Linked DNA regions of Arachis hypogaea: region 2 is linked to region 1. The links are chromatin contacts, called in public Hi-C maps. All regions are on one chromosome and are shown on one strand. Each heading gives the region's core, a stretch centred on a gene start, on an enhancer-like site or on the middle of the called end of the contact. The rest is flanking DNA. Distances are from core to core; before and after follow the strand shown. Region 1 holds the start of LOC112703584 (protein HEAT INTOLERANT 4). Region 2 holds the start of LOC112701661.

Region 1 (3,259 bases), core at 399-2,898:
AAAGTTGATATAGTTACAAAAATAATCCCAATTTTTTTAACCAACAATAGGTGCACAGGAATTTCTACAGCAAATCTAGACATAGTTAAACATAAGTATTTCATATTATGCCCAATACCTGGATCAAATCACAAGTCACGAATCAAGCTATCGATATTTGCCTAATAAAGAATTTAATTTTTCATGATAAAAGAATAAATAAAAGATACCTCAAGCAATGATCAACTTAGCTAGAAGATTTTAATGTAAGACAGAGCTCAGTTTGAGTAGGAAACTTACAGCGACAATAATAGGTACGAAGATAACTTTTTCTACATCTTTAAAGCAGACTTGTTGAGCTGCATACCATGTCAAAAGCATATATAGATGAATGCCCAAAATAAGTGACAATGTTAACCTACATAAATATCGTCAATAGGGATGCAAAGTAATGAAACGAAACAAATAAAAGGCTAGAAATACTTACGCTCAGTGCAACCAAAAAGGTAAACCCTTTTCCCATGTAGAACACCGCCCTCTTCAAATGCATCCTGAAAACAATTTAGAGATCAAATTAGTAAGCTAAATTCTTAAGACCAAATACAGAACTACAAAATCAAAGGAAAACTTGTATTTGACAACTAAACTCACTTCCAGATTAGAGAAATTCCACTTGTACTGATATACAGAATCCAATTGGTCCCACTGGCATGATAATACGATGGAGGAGGTAAGAAAGAAAAAGGCAAAAAAGGAGGACAATTCAATAATCAACTTAAGAAACTAGTAAATCTAAACAAATGAACAAACCTCTGTTCCAACAAGGAAAACTTCTCTCCACAAATCTTCCTATAAAACACAAATCAACAAATATTTATTTATCAGTAGAAGCATACATGTATACTGATGGATAAATTCAAGAGAATCATTTATCTACTATTTGGAATTTTACTATATATCAAATCTACGAGTCTCTCAACAAGCTGATAATGCAAGTGGTGCTCACTTTAGGAGTTATATCTTAAAAACTGATTCACTTTCACCCATAAGCTTCATTTCGCTTCAATTTTACTCTTAATGTTTTATTTCGTTTCAATTATACCTTTTCCTTCAATTTTGTCTTCTGTGCATTGAAGAACACCCCATCTTCTTCCTCAATATCTGCTCCTCAACGTTGAGGTGGAGAAGAAACAGTATTGTTGGTGGCATTGGGGTTGTAGCAGTGGCAGAAATGGTAGTGGTGGCAATGCTGGTGCCTGGTGGTTGGGGAAAGGAAAGGACTTGATAGGGGACTTAATGGCGGTGGGGCCGGATGATGATGAAGAATAACGGTAAAAATGAAAAACAAAATTGACTAATCTTTGACCATAAAAAATTGAAACAAAATAGAACATTAGGGGTAAAATTGAATCGAAATAAAACTTAAAAATTAAAATTGAAATCATCATCAAATGTTGAGCATATACAATATATCTTTCCCAATAAAAATAAAAGCTACATTGTGGAAGCAGAAGCAAGTAAAGCGTGGTTACCAAGTTGCGCTTCTCCTCGAAGTACTCCTCGTGGGGCTTAGGGTTAGCTGGAGATCGAGAAGGTGATTTCGTGGAATGTTTCTTGTTTTGTTGTGGGCCATGTTGGGGTTCTCTCTTCCTCTTGGTTGCATTCCTCATTGTAGAAGCAATGCAATTGAACTAAAGATGAATTGTATTGATAGATGAGGAGATGAACGAAGGAAAAACGGTACAGAGAATATGCCCCTATTTGAGTTGGGTGCTCACTCCAATTCACAATCGAATTCACTAAATTCTCTACTGAACTTTCAATAGGGACTAGGGAGTGAAGTAGTTGAGAGATTGACACCCTGGTTTGTGGTTTCTTTGGTTTTGAAGAGGAACAATCCAACATCTTTGAAATCTCCGTCTCACTATAATACCCCCAAGCAACATTTTTTCTTATTTCTGCAACCGAATGCAAGCTTTGCTTCACCATTCCCCTCTTATCCGAACCTCACATTCTTCCTTCTCAGCTATGGCTTCTTCTTCTTCCCTCACTCTCCCTTCTCTCTCTCTCAACAACTTCCCTTCTTCCTCATCAAATGCACATTCTAGAACCTTCAACCTTCCCCTCCTTCGATCTACGGTTTTCATGAACGTCGCTTCCGGATCTCAGGTCTCCGTTCTCAACGATGCTCCCTTCTCCGATTACAAACCCTCCAACGCTTTTCTTTTCCCCGGTCAGGTAAACGGACAATTCTGATCCGCATTTTTTATTTCATTTTTATGAATATAATATATTTTTTTATTCGATTTATGAATTTCTGTATTGATTGATTGCAGGGTGCACAAGCCGTTGGAATGGGAAAAGAAGCTCAGAATGTGCCTGCTGCTGCTCTTCTGTATAAGAAGGCAAATGAGATATTGGGGTAGTTGCTGATTTCGTTTTATAATAATTATTTTCTCATCTTTGTCTTTTTATTTATTTATTTAAATTCTATGATTCTGGGTTCCTTGTTGTAACTGATATTGTGTATTCTCTGCCTTCAGGTATGATCTTCTTGATATATGCATCAATGGCCCAAAGGATAAGTTAGATTCAACTGTTCTTAGCCAGGTAAAGTGGTAAATCTTTTTTTACTTCTTTTTGGGTAGTCGTGGTTGTTTTTTTAACAATCTATTGAACATGAATTTAGAATATAGGGTACATTCATCTTAGTTTTATCGTTAAAATAATTAGTGGAGTATTATGGAGTTGGTTTATGTGCAAATAATTGAGCTAGGCAACTTTAGTTAAATGATTGCTTGTCATGAGGAGGGTAATTAGTTTTGGTTGGATGGATATTTTTACAGTCAATTCACAGATTGCTGTTGTTAACTTGTGCCTCCAGCATGTGTATTTCATTCAACATTTTTATAATGTGCAAATACTAAATAACTTTGGCAGTTAATTCATTCCTGGGTCAAATCCCACCAAGAATTTTTCTCCTCCTCATTGTGTCTTTATTTATATTCAAGAATAAAATAAAAGAATTAGTGAAGTAATAAACAAATTCGCCTTTAATAGAGATCTTTTATGATTATGGTATTATATTAGTGAGTCCATACATAGTTATCCACCAGTCTGTTCTCCATGTTTATTTTTGTCGCATATAAAGATTTACATGGGCATAATGTTAACCAATTTTTTTCTACTTCTTCAGCCTGCTATTTATGTCACAAGTCTCGCTGCTGTGGAGCTACTCCGTGCACGAGATGGAGGACAACAGATTATTGATTCTGTTGAT
Region 2 (3,174 bases), core at 499-2,998, 300 kb after region 1:
ACTTATGTTGGAAAAGCTGGGTACGGCCAATAAACATATCTTTTGAAAAAAAAAAAACAATTTTATTTGCATATAAAGTTATTGATGTTGATGTTTTTTGCTACTTGCAGAAAAGGATATGATGAAGTTTATCTCTTCAGATAGTAAAAATGGAGTCAATGGATGCTATTTTGGGCACTGTATTATCATCACTGTATGTTTCAGAAATAATATTTTTGTGCACAAAGGAGGAGAAACTACTCAGCTATCCTCATTAGCATGTTGTATTACATAACAATATCTTTTAATAATGATACCCCCAACCTTTGAATTCTTACGTTAGATAATATTATACATGATATCACTCGATTTATCATGACTAGAGTTAAGCTTTAAAATGGTCTCTGAAGTTGTACTTAAGTCTCAAAGTGATCTCTAAAATTAATAGTTACTCAAATATGTTTTTGAAATTGTACTCTGGGACTTGTAGTAGTCCTTAAGGCACTTTTTATCCATCGCTTGTCATAAAAAAACTGAGCTGGACTGATTGCTATCAAAATGAGTAACGGCTAGCTAATGTGGCAAAAGAAACTTTTTTTATACAATTTGGTTCCTTTCTCTCCTTTTAAAACCCTAATTTTTAAATTATCTTCACTTTTTGTCGACTTTTCCTTATTTTTTCCTTTGTTCTCTTGGCTGCATGCACTGCCATATTCTTCCATTATCGCTTTTCCACCGTCTACAACTTCGCCCTCTGCCTCCCATGCTCCCACCCCCACTATTGCCCACCAAATCATTGCAATCTCCAAAGTCCTCTCTGCCGCTCAAAGTTGCGATTGGTACTCCTACCTCTAGCTCAGCTCCTCTGACTTTGCCGACGACCTCTCCCTCCCTCAGCAACAGTTCAAGAAGCTTGCACTCCTCTTAGACACCAACACCTTCCCTTTCTTAGATGAAACCCCCACGTGCCTTGCGAGGCTTGGCACATTCTCGTTGATCCCAAAGGCGCCAAATATGAGGCACTTTTTAGACGGTGTGTTCGTATTGCTCAGTTCAATGTTGGTTAGTAACTAGTTTGGATTTCTTTAGGTTGTTGAGCATGATAAAAATAAAAAATACAAAGAAGAAAAAAGTGTGCTTGAGGTATAAGATCAAATGAAAGTTTTGTTTTTGATAACTTCAATTCTGATTTGGCTAATATCTATTATTGCATATAATAATAGATGGAGGATTGTTGATGATGTTGGGAACAAATTGAATCTAAATGTTCGTGCTGGTTTAAGTGACTCAAAATACTCTTAGCAAGTGGTTTCTGCTCGAGTTTAAAAGTATTATTTCTAGTAATTATATTACCAGTATTTATCCGGACAAAATTTTAGGAAAAATTCTCTTACTTGGTGCCAATAAGTGCTCCAGCAATTGTGTAGATCTTTAGGCACTGAATAATTTAGATATGCTCAGAGAATTAAATTTATACTCAATTGCTTTACACTAAAAATGGGACTGTGTAAAGTAACATTATCATTAATATGACTAGTTTTCGTTCTTATATTTTATAATAATTCATCTTAAATATGGCTCCTTGGGCTATCAAACGGCATTCATATACTTTTTTTTGTTGTTGTTGTTGAACTTATTCTTTTCTTCCAAAGGTATTATCCAATAAGAAGAAAAAGGTGAAAAAAAAGGAGAAATTTAAGTTAATGCAGCAATGAAAAAAGAATGAATGATTCAAGAAGTGGAAAATACAAACATTGTCAAAGTGTGAAATGGAGGGAGACATACTAAAGAAGCCAATTGAAGAAACGCAGAAGGAAAACAATGACGTGGGGGGTCAGCATATGTTCCAGGGCGAGAGTTTTTACTATGTGGAGCTCGCAAGTGATGAAGATCAAGAGGTAGGAAAGGAGGCACATGCAGATTGGGAAACTCAACTAGCCAAAAAGCTGGAAAAGAAGCTGAATTTAAAGAGGAAGCGGGAGTTCATACAGGTGCCACTACTAACACAAAAGGAATGGAAAGAGGAGCATGATGACAAGGAAATCAAGAAATTGAAGAACAACAGAGCTGTTCTGAACGTAGGAGAGCATCAGTTAGCAATGCATGATTCTGAACTCTTTAAGGGAGGTCAAATGGCTGAGGAGGCGGTCCTTAACATGCCCCAACCTCAGCCATGAGTATAATTAGCTGGAATTGTCGGAGAATAGCGGCTGCCCCGACAATCTCTGAATTATATAACCTATGTAAAAAAGTTAAGCCGCTAATAGTGTTTTTAATGGAAACTAGGGCCAGTAAAGAAAAAATGAATAGGATAAGAAGGAAGTTGTATTTTGACAATATGTTTTGTGTAGAACCCCGGGGACTGTCCGGAGGTCTATGTTTGCTTTGGATATCTAATATTAGTATGAATATTTACGAGTGGTGTGACAACTATATTAAAGCCAATATTAACATCAATAATGATTTGAAATGGCAGGGTATTTTTGTGTACGGGAATCCAATTTTTCAGAAGCGGAGGAAGCTATGGCAAGAGCTAACGGTAAGTAACATGAACAAGGAGGAACCCCAAGCTTACATGGGTGACTTCAATGATATTTTAAGTCAAGATGAGAAGGTAGGTGTCCATCCTCAACCAAAAAACTGTTTAGAAAATTTGTTGATGATAATGGCTTAATGGATGTTGACCTTAAAGGAAGTAGATACACTTGGTTTAGTAATCCTAGAAATAATTTTGTTACTAGGGAAAGACTAGATAGGGTGTTAGTGAATTGGAAATGGCTGCAAATGTACCAGAATGTTATTCTTAAGGCTACTCCAGCTATAAGTTTGGACCATTGTGCACTTATTTTAGAAACTCAGCTGCGAGGACGGATAAAAAAAGAGTTCAAGTTTGAGGCTTTTTGGGCAGATCACGAGGAATGCAAAGAAGTGATCAGGAATAGTTGGCAACAGGATGAGGGAAACAGGAATTGCTGGAATCAATTCATAAGGAAAAGAAACAGATGCAAAAGGGAGCTAATCGAATGGAGTAGACGAAAATTCAGGAGAGCAGACAAAGAAATAGAAAGAATGAAAACAGAGTTACATAAGATCCAAGAAGCTGATTTGATGGATAGAGACCAAGGAAGAGAGAAAGAATTGAAGACCAAAATATCAGAACTTTGGAAACAAGAGGAAAAATATTGGGGTCTTAGA

The links. Hi-C and Micro-C count contacts between places; a contact is called where the count stands out from the background.
Region 2: a contact with region 1 is called in a Hi-C map of leaf, with 4 times the contacts expected there. The contact joins the promoter of LOC112701661 here to the promoter of LOC112703584 in region 1. A contact is called at or near these places in 2 of 8 Hi-C or Micro-C datasets (both in leaf).

The regions. Positions count from the first base shown.
Region 1 is chr7:78,399,398-78,402,656 of arahy.Tifrunner.gnm2.J5K5, forward strand. It overlaps LOC112703584 (protein HEAT INTOLERANT 4), which reads right to left and starts at 1,649. Exons shown (of 15, transcript XM_072199749.1): 1 at 1,512-1,649; 2 at 790-828; 3 at 631-684; 4 at 467-530; 5 at 280-338. The coding sequence starts at 1,649. LOC112703582 reads left to right here and starts at 1,393. Exons shown (of 11, transcript XM_025755105.3): 1 at 1,393-2,217; 2 at 2,316-2,401; 3 at 2,523-2,589; 4 at 3,176-3,259. The coding sequence starts at 1,948.
Region 2 is chr7:78,701,094-78,704,267 of arahy.Tifrunner.gnm2.J5K5, forward strand. It overlaps LOC112701661, which reads left to right and starts at 1,749. Exons shown (of 5, transcript XM_025752395.1): 1 at 1,749-2,126; 2 at 2,456-2,593; 3 at 2,773-3,174. The coding sequence starts at 1,749. LOC112703586 (gamma-glutamyl hydrolase 2) reads left to right here. Exons shown (of 10, transcript XM_025755111.3): 9 at 1-20; 10 at 111-316. The coding sequence ends at 144.